Regions from separate parts of the Mus musculus genome. Here region 1 is linked to region 2. A link is a contact called in public Hi-C data. All regions are on one chromosome and are shown on one strand. The core of a region is the stretch at or near the end of the contact, and the rest is flanking DNA. Distances in the headings are between cores, read along the strand shown. Region 1 overlaps Pxdc1 (PX domain containing 1). Region 2 overlaps Slc22a23 (solute carrier family 22, member 23).

What was found. A called contact is a pair of places that touch in the nucleus more often than the background predicts.
Region 1: a Hi-C map of the HPC-7 cell line shows a contact between it and region 2, with 4 times the contacts expected there. The contact joins two enhancer-like sites. A contact is called at or near these places in 3 of 484 Hi-C or Micro-C datasets (the HPC-7 cell line, embryonic stem cells and liver), 6 of 115 datasets of contacts at active chromatin or transcription factors (VIP interneurons, embryonic basal ganglia, embryonic stem cells and 3 more) and 3 of 9 other capture datasets (embryonic stem cells, embryonic tail and embryonic trunk).

What each region holds. Positions count from the first base shown.
Region 1 is chr13:34,632,943-34,638,112 of GRCm38.p6, forward strand. All of the region lies in intron 3 of Pxdc1 (PX domain containing 1), which reads right to left. Among named protein-coding and RNA genes, the nearest start is that of Pxdc1, 17 kb to the right of the region's middle. Within about 2 kb of position 3,254, at least 17 of the 459 cell types and tissues checked have an H3K27ac peak or open chromatin away from gene starts, as enhancers often do. A contact at or near this core is called in the HPC-7 cell line, where this site is marked.
Region 2 is chr13:34,251,509-34,256,346 of GRCm38.p6, forward strand. All of the region lies in intron 3 of Slc22a23 (solute carrier family 22, member 23), which reads right to left. Among named protein-coding and RNA genes, the nearest start is that of Gm52037, 56 kb to the left of the region's middle. Within about 2 kb of position 3,428, at least 96 of the 459 cell types and tissues checked have an H3K27ac peak or open chromatin away from gene starts, as enhancers often do. A contact at or near this core is called in the HPC-7 cell line, where this site is marked.

The sequences.
Region 1 (5,170 bases), core at 2,004-4,503, 380 kb after region 2:
ACTCGGGTCAGCTACATTTCTGGGTACATAGAGCAAAGGAAAGATGCTCAGGAAGTGAGCTGTCAGACTGAAAATCACTGAACCCCACACAAGTTCCGATTCTCTCGCCTCCCCACTCAGAGGGTGTGGCAGCAGAGAACCACTTTCTTTATTGTTCTTATTAACTGTGACCCAAATCTGTCTGTCTGAGGAAGTACAGGCAGCCCCAGTACAGCCTTCACACTGCTAACTGACAGCCCAAGTCTTATCCTCCCAGCTACCATGGGAATCCGGGATCGGGAATGAATCCTGGGATGCAAGACACTTCTGTACAAACTCCTGAAGCTATCTGCATGCCTAATCTTTGCTAAATGTGAACTGCAGAGTCAAAGATGTGGAATCTTTACTGGACTTTCCAGAATAGATTTGGAACAAGTCACTCCTCAGATGTCTATGACAAAGAGTTCCTAAGGCCAGTATAGCCCTGAGGACACTAAAGTATATTGGTCTCCAATCTCTCAAAGTCCTAGATCCAGGCCACTGAGGGATATTGGTCAAAATGCTGGTATTTCACCAAAGATAGTCCCCAGAAGCTCTGGGTTCCTCCTGCATCCCTAGGTTACCCTCATCACGCTGAACCAGCAGTCTCCTGAGCACACAGATGGAGTCTATAAACCATCAGTGCATCCATTCCAAACCAGCTTGGAAACGGATGGCTCACCAAGAATCACGAACACAAAAGCAGGTACCACAGCAGGCTCAAAGCCTAGCCCGACACACACGGCTCTCCCTATGCCTGAGCTAGCTAACACTGGAGCAAAGATTCTGTGACAGTTTATATTTTCATTTCTTCCATTCACTTAAAAGCAATACCTTAAGAAGAGTCATCACTTAAAAACCTAAGAAGGGTTATCCAAAATTTACAACAAGGAAAGCCTGAGCTTATCGTGTGTCTACCTGCAGGGGCCATCAGTTTAAAACGACCACTTTGCTAATAGTCCTGCAGCACTGCCCTCCCCAGTCGCCATCTACACACTGATCAACAACCTCCTGAATGGGAAGTTACTCTTGGATCAGTCTCTACTGGAGGGTGGTGCAGTGACTTGAGGGTGAAATGTCCCCTGTAGGTTTGTGTGTTTGAACACTTAATCCCCAGCCAGTCGTGCTGCTTTGGAAGATTGGGGTACCTTTAGGAGGGGATCCTCACTGGGGTGAGTCACTTAGGGGTGGGTTTGTAGTTTCATAGCCTGGCCCAACTTCCTGTCTACTCTGCCTCTTGACTGCAGCTACAATGTGACCAGCTGTCTCACACCCCCACAACCATGCCTTCCTCTATACGATGGGCTGTATCCCTTCTAAACTGGAAGTCAAAATAAACCCTTTCTCCTTTAAGCTGTGTCTTTAGTGACAGTAATGAGGAGAGTAACCAACGGAAGTGACGTGGACAAAGAACTTGTACCTTCAAGCTCAGTAAGGCCTTGTTGATGTTCATATTATGGGACTGCAGACTGCTGTGCTGCTGGTAAGCCACGACATTAGCACGTATGCACACTGACCCCAAGTACAGCTGTTTCCAACCTTGTTCCTGCTACCTGTGCCTGGAGAACAGGTTAGTTCTGCTTGGTTGTCCTCTATACAGGGCTCAGCTGCATTAAACAGGAAGATTGTCTGAAGACTCTAACAAACACTTAAGTCTCAAATAATACTCATTATTACCATGACACTTGCTCATGATTTTCCACCTGTTGTCACACAAGAATAATAATTAAGAAACTGAAGAAAGTGTTATAATTAAAGAAATATTACAGTGCCTGCAGCCCATTTTCAAACAAACTTAAAATACGAATTCCTCACATGTCAGTTTAGAACCCACAGCAAAAAAAATCACTAGCTGGTTTAATTTTTTAGGCCACATCCCTAACTCTAGAAAACAGTTCATTTTCAGGTTAACCCCACACCCTGTGCAAGGATCAAACTCAAGGTCTCGCCTTGCTAGGCATGGTTCTGCCTCTGAGCCATTCTCTAGACCGCAAGATGCTTTCATGTTCCTATGTTCCTATTCTGTAATGCTTAATTTATAGTTAATTTTAGAATTGTAGGTAAGCCATGAAGGCACAGACAGGACTCCCACATGACCCATAGCAGCCCCCCTATTGTCAATACTTCGTACAGTTAAGGTCCCTCATCACATTCAGGGAATACCCAGTGGATGATGCTACTGAGTGTAAAGCCCCTTCATTGGGGTTTCTCTAGTGCCTCACTACTGCTACTTTCTTCTGCTACAGATGCAGTCCAGAACTTGGCTACACTGAGCTGTCGGGATCTCCTTGACTCTGATGGCTTTGGTCTGTCCGTGTTTCTCATGCAGGCCTTGTGAGGAATTCAGGTGAGCGACTTCACAACTCTTCCTTGGAGCTGGATATCCAGGTGGCTAAAACTCGGTGATGATATGTCACTGGGCAGAATCCCACAAGGCATGTTGAGTGCCCCTCTGTGGAAGTATGGGGCATGCGTGTGTGCATGTGTGTGTTGCAACAGTGTGCACAGGCCTACTGGCGATGCTAAACCGGGATGGGTAGGTTGCTTTCTCTTTGCCATTATCAAATATCTCAGAGAACAAGGTCTTAATACTGTGCAAACAACCCTGTTTTTCCTTGAACTTCCCCCATTGGTCTTAGCTTATCTCCATCACTGGAAAAAATTTGCAATATTTCCCAGTTAGTGTACATGGTGTTGTAATGGTGATTTTCCTAACTGTCATTAACCCTTCAGGTCATCAATTTCCTGATTCCTTTCTTCTGCAGGTCTTTAACCAGCCTCGGAAGCATTCACAGTACCGCCTTCCTCCTTTCTAAGTCCTCCCTAGCATTATATTTTCAGTTTACTCCAACAACAGAACAAAAGCCTAAGCAATATCCTTTTGTTAACTAGATGACCTGTCTATCTCTATATAGTAAAGCTTATGGCTAAGATCGAATGGATACTGGATTAATGAACAACAACAAAAAGTATTCCCTATCAAACCTTGATGGGAACAACTTACTTCTGTGGATGAAATCTACGGGTTCTACTAGCATATCCCAGAGAAGCTGAGACCTGAGACCTCTGTTTCCTTAGTGCTACGTAGTCATGGCTGCACCGCATCCGTGTGCTCTTGGGTTTGATAAACATTTAGATCAACACAGGAAATGAATGCTTAAGTCTGAGTGGCTATCCTTGCCAAAGCACTAGAATATTGACAGGATTTCTTCAGTACAACCAGTGCCTGCTGCCATCTGGTGGAGCCCTCACCACCTACAGCCTCAACATCCAAAGAGAAAAAACAGGCCTCTCAAGTCCCAGGCTCCATAAATCAGCATCCCCAGATAGGGGAATCTGTGGCAACTCCATGGCACCCACCGGCTCTCCAAATGCCAGAGTGCAGGAAGAAATCCCCCAAGAGAAGAAGAGAAAGGTCGGTGTAGGTCTTCACCATCGCCATCTGTTTCTTAAATGGAAAGACTTGGAGGGAATGAAGTGGGAGGGAGGGTTTGCCTTGGTGACCCTTGAGGGTCACAACACAAACAATAACCAGAGTCCAGTGGAGGAGCCCCAAGATCTGGATATGATATGACAAGATCAAAAGTCATCCATTGTTCAGACAACCCAGACAAACTGCCTCACTACATGCAATCAGCTGAATAGAAGGTTCTAGAGCTCAGATGCCAGTTTAAAAAAGACCCCTAGGCCCTTAAACTGCCTGCTCTCCTCTAAGATAACCAGGAAGTTGCTACACAATGAACAGCCCATATGGACCACCCACCCTGTGCACTCACGGTCGTGGGTTCTCCCGCAAGTGGTGTATGCCTATAATTCCAATACTGAGGAGGTTGACATAGTTAGGGAGGACTGTTGTAAGTTCAAGGCCAGCCTGCGCTAAATAGTAAGTTAAAGGTTAGCCTCCCAAAGAAATGAAAAAATAAAAAAATAAAAAATAAAACAATTATCTGGACAAGTATAGCCAGCTTTTAGGAAAACAGCAAGCAGGCCATGGGGCCCCTTCCTTCCTCTGTAGGCCTCACGGTGTTGACTTCCCCTTACAGTGGCTGACTTTCAGTGCTAGAAGGCTCAGTACAATGTCAATGCCAACAATACCAAAGCTAAAAGCTTCCCTAAAGCCAACAGCCAAATTCAACACCTCCTCAAAGGGGCTCCCTCACTTCCGCAGGTCGGCCACTGACTCCAGTCATTACCTCAGAAATGCTTTCCTGGGGCTGAAGATACGCTCAGCAGTTAAGAATACTTGATGTTCTTCCAGAAGACCCACACTCAGTTCCCAGCACCCACCTGGTGGCTCACAACCGTCTACCACTCCAGTTCTGAGAGCTCCAGTGCCTTCTTTAGCCTCTGTGGACACCAGGCACACACATGTAAATATACATGCTACAGACGTGCAGACAAAACACATATACAGACACAAAACTAAAATAATAAATATTGTTTAAAAGAATGCCTCCCTAATATTTTCATCGTCATTATATTCTTTCTTAAGTATTCTAACTAATATGTCAAATTAACTCCTTTGGAAGTAAAAATAACACACTTGGCAGTCACCAAGTAGAAGGTACTTAACGCTGCTTAGTAAGGATTCAGCGATCATTTTTCTGAGCCAGGGAAGTGACCTTTCTAGAGCCCAGTCAGTGGTAGAGGCTGAGTCCACCCACCCCATAGACACACTGGAAAGGGCCTTGAAACCACAGCCACTAAGCACAATCCTCCCACGCCTTCACCACAGTCCTCCCTCACCTTCATCACAATCCTCCCATGCCTTCACCACAGTCCTCCCTCACCTTCATCACAGTCCTCCCATGCCTTCACCACAGTCCTCCCACACCTTCATCACAGTCCTCCCATGCCTTCACCACAGTCCTCCCTCACCTTCATCACAGTCCTCCCATGCCTTCACCACAGTCCTCCCTCACCTTCATCACAGTCCTCCCATGCCTTCACCACAGTCCTCCCTCGCCTTCACCACAGTCCTCCCACACCTTTACCACAGTCCTCCCACGCCTTCATCACAGTCCTCCCATGCCTTCACCACAGTCCTCCCTCACCTTCATCACAGTCCTCCCATGCCTTCACCACAGTCCTCCCTCACCTTCATCACAGTCCTCCCATGCCTTCACCACAGTCCTCCCTCACCTTCATCACA
Region 2 (4,838 bases), core at 2,178-4,677:
TCATACCTGCACCAGGAGAACATTTAATGGAAAATAAAATAAGTGTTCTGAAATGTTTGCTCACAAATCACCAAGTCCATAAAGTGCTGACCTCCTCTTCCTCTTGCCAAAGTTATTCCACTGTCCCTTGCTCTGCCACTCAAATGTGCTTCTGTCATTTCTAACCCTCAGAGGTACGGTTATCAAAAAGGAGACAGCTCTTTCTCACTAGAGGCAGACCCTTCCTTCCACAGGTTTCTCAAGACCCCAGATCTGGCCCCAAGTCATATGACATGGAAGAAGCCACATGCAACGTCACCTTCCAAATCCAAGGCACTGATTGTTCCCAATCTCTTTCTAGCATGCAACTTTGCTTTTCTCTAAGAAGATACTGGGGAAGGACTTTTCTGTGGTCAGGTGGTGGAACTCCCTGACATGAGCCTAAAGCTAAGAGGTGCTAGGTCACCTTACCTCTCGGGTAAACCTTCTGGGTAGACTTGGGGGAATTTTGGTGACAATCACAGATAGTCTTTAAAGACTTTAAAGTTAACATGGTCAATATCAGAAGACACATGGAAGGCTCAGAGGAACTCCGAGGTCACAGGCACATGTGGGCTTCCATACGAACCACCTAACATGACCTATTCACCTTGGAGCAGTCAAGAGTACCAGGCAGGCAAAGAATCTCTTCCAGATCTCAGTGACAAATTAACAGGAGACATACATGAGAGACTGAGGGTTCTTGGGCCTTTCCTCTCTTCTGATGCATGTGACCTTATATGATATAGGTTGGAGGAGCAAAAGATTCTCCACCCATCCCCACTGCACTTAGTATGTGCCTCCACAGCAGTGACCTCTGCACCATGATCAGACCCACAAGTATATTAGGGATGATGTTAAATGTCTCAATAATACAGCAGTCTTTCTATCCTCAGAGTCTGGCATGCAGCAAGTACTCAGTAGGTGATGGATGCACTATCTGTTAATGGATGAACAATAGGAAGGATGAGAAACAGGGTCACTGAAGAGGAGAACCAAGTATGGGAGATGTCAGTTGATTCATGTCATCTGATGTCATCTGTGTTAGTTAGCTTTCTGTCACCGCAACAAGTCATCTTACACAGAGGATGCATTCCTTTGGGTTCCAGTTTTCAAGGTTCCAGCCCATGATCAGTCAGCTTTGCTGTCGTTAGGCGCATGGTGGCACATTATAGAGGGGAAACACGGTAAAGCAAACACCACTCTCCTTATCCAAGAAATAAAGCAGAGAGAAAGAGATTGGGGTTCCACAGTCTGCTTTGAGGGCACGTCCCACATTATGCCTGTCCTCTGCAAGATTTCATATCCTCTGGTGATGACATTCTGTCTGTCAGCCCTTTAACACATAGGTTGTTGGGAAACATTCAAGGACACAACTAATAGCACCATTGTCTTCAGACACACCAGGAGAGGGCATTGATGGCCATTGCAGATGGTTGTGAGCCATCACATGGCTGCTGCGAATTGATCTCAGGACCTCTGGAAGAGCAGTCAGTACTCTTAACCACTGAGCCATCTCTTCAGCCCCGCTCTCCCATCTCTAATTTCTTAATGCATCATTCGGAAACATAGTGAATCTTTACCATGGAGAAGAAGATAAATCACACAATTCAGAGTCATCTTCAATTAACCTTTGCTTTTTCCTGTCAATTAAGAAGTGCTATTTAAGTGCCATTAAGGAGTCAATTAAGAATATGTCCACAAGTAGGCAACATAAAAGCACAAAGCCCTGCTTGGAAGATCAAATGTTGCTATGTGGACTCTATCTTTGAAGGAGTCAGGTGGGTGCCTTTGTCCTATTCCTTCCTTTAAGGAAGCAACAGGGAAACACATCAGAACTTGTGCTACACAGTGTACAAAATCCTAGCTCCTCTCTAGCATTCAATGACATGTTCAAGTCCATATCTCTGGGTTCCCATATTCCACCCATCAACTTGGCAGCTACTCTCCCATTAAAGCTTTCCCCTGCACACTGACTGCTGACTCCCCAGATAAAACAAGATAGACAGAGGAGGTGTGGGGGCTAACTGCTACAATCCTATCATGCAGGAGGCTGAGGCAGGAGGATTTCAGTGAGTTTAAAGTCAGTCTGGACCACACAGGGCTGAACCTCACAGTAAGATGGTTAGAGATGCCCGAGTGCTATCAGTTTCTCATCATCACACACGAGTCTTAGTGGAAAGAGGAAGAAGAGGATAAATGCCCTGTTCATCACTTCTTATGTTCTATTCCTGGTAACAAAGAAACTCTTCCTTGGTCAAAACACAAGACAAAACACAAAACAAGCAAAAAGCTACAAAAGCTGTGTTATGTGTGCAAGCCTGTGTGTAGTTTCTTGTCATTGACGTATGAAAAAGAGAATGAGCAGCGGTGTAGGGGAGTGGGAAGTAGCTTAAGAGAAAGGCCAGGGTGTGGCTATTGTGAGTTTGGGCTCCATTTCTCCTATCAGCCCTCCACAGGCTCCAGAACTGGGCCATGTGTGGGCTGCTCCCCCCGTGAAGTTCCTTCCAAACATTTATTTCCACAGAGAGAAGACAGAATCTCACCATTTTATGCATCATCTGCTAATTTTCTTTATGTTTTTAAAGTCTCAAACCAGATGTCCTAAGCCCAGCTTAATCACCAGACAGTACCCGGTATCGGTATAGAAATGGCTCCTGTTTCCTTCTCTCCCTACACCAACGCAGGACAGCCTCTGAGGTAGGACACTGAGGCCTTTTCTTTTTCTTTTGTAATAGTTAGCAAGATGGCTCAGTGGGTAAGTTTGTCTACTGCCAAGCCTGACAACCTGAATTCAATCCCCAGGACCCGCAGGATGGAAAGAGAGACAGAGCTGTCCTCTGACTCCTGTATGTGTACTGTGGCATGCACGTGAGTGCATATACAGGCACACACACAATTTTTAAAATGTGATAACAATGAAAATAAAAGGAATTTTGAAAGGCCAAGTACTGTGGGCTCTGTTTGTGTTAAGCTTTTTAAAAAGAAGACGGATTAGGGTTCAGGGTTCTAGACACTGTGTGGGCCAGCACAGATGTGAATTAATTAAAGGCAAATCATGGGCCTGAGACAGGACGAATGGGGAAGTAGAGGCTTTTGGAGAGGTGAAGGATTGGAAGATGGGCAGAGGGCTGAGAGGGATACACATGCATACACGCAATGCCAAAAATAAAGTTAATAATGAAGGAAATCACAGGCTTTCTTCAGAGTGCCTTCCTGAAACACAGCATCCTGCAGCGACTCAATGACTGCGGCCGCCAGAAACACTCAAAAGGAAACAGCCAGAGAGTACACAGCTGCTGTCAGAATTGGATCATATGACAGTATTATAAGTGCAGCCTCAGTGTCTGCTAGGCTAGTGAGAACAGCCCTGTCAGAGAGGCAGTGACCTTCGCCCAGGGAAGGGGAAATCACCCCAGGGGGTTGGCAGCCTTGCACTTCCTCATTTACCTCTGTAAACTGAGTTGACCCTACACTTGGCCTGTGTGCCATTCTAACTGGCTTCTCCATCATGGGCAACCCTTCGGGGTGAGGCACAGAGGTGTTTGTCTTGGAGCTGGACTTCCTATGCCTGAAGCACTCTGTTGTGACTATTCTGTCCTCAGTGTCATGGGCTCTGAAGTAAGGATGGACTTGTTTGGCCCTCTGGTTTTGAAATCTGCCCAAGATCTCAAAAAAGCATCTATAATCAGGTGCAATTCACACCCAGGACCTTCACAGCACATGTAGATAGATGCTTAACCTCAGAAGCCCTCACAACCTATAAATAAAGATATCAGGTACTATCGCCATTACAAAGAAGGAAGTGACACCTGCAGAGGGAAGTTCATGGTCACTGGGATACACAGAGTTAGTTCTGTCAGAAGTGTCAGCTCCTGGACCCAGACTGGAGTGCACAGGCCATCTGTTAGTGTAAGCAAGCCAGGCTGCATATCCTGAAAGAGGAAGCAAGACCCAAAGCAGGCACCGGAGAGAAAGTCCACATGGCTGTGGTGCCCACATAGCATTCCAGAGCCTCCAATCCCAGCAACATTTCAGTGTCAAGGGCACTCCTACCATTGCTTTTGCTAAACAAACATCCCTTTACCTTAAACAAGGTCGAGTACTCTAAAGCCCCCAGTACAAAGAGTTGGCTGGAGGACTCTTCACAGCCTCAGAAAGTCTGCTAGTAACTATCCAGACACCTTTCTTCTCCTGCACCTCTTTTTTGTAAAAGCATGTGGCTGTTGCTACAGAAGAAGGATTGTTTTTCTTATCAACTAGCATAAGGAAGTCACTTCAACCACAGAAGGTGCAGTTTTCCTTTCTATCCAATGAGTTAGCATGTGGGCCTTAACTTCTGAATTCTCTGTACTTGATTTACTTCTATACCAAGGTAGTCAAAAGATACCTAAAACATGCCATAGCAAAAATATTGGAAAGAACCCTTTCAGTTAAATGAGTAAGGACCATGGTCTTATTTAGCATTCCATCTCGCCCCTTAGCTGACATGACACAATGAGTAGTGACCAATAACCTCTAACAGAAGGAGGCTGTGTACCACAAAGGTCTTCCATGCACTCATTCCAAAGGGCTACACAGAGCTCTATGTTGTGGAGATGGCAAGGTGACCAGGCCACATGGCTGGTCTCGAGGGCAGCAATAAGAAAAGACTCACTTGCTACATGAGCCTTGCATTCAGAAATGCAAAGAGAGAACCAGACCCAGGGGAGGGTGTTGCCAAGGAAATAGCATTTGAACATAGCCCCAAGAGAAGGCCAGTACCGCACTGTCTTGCCAGAGTGTAATGTGGACAGGCATCTCAGCAGAAACAAGGAATG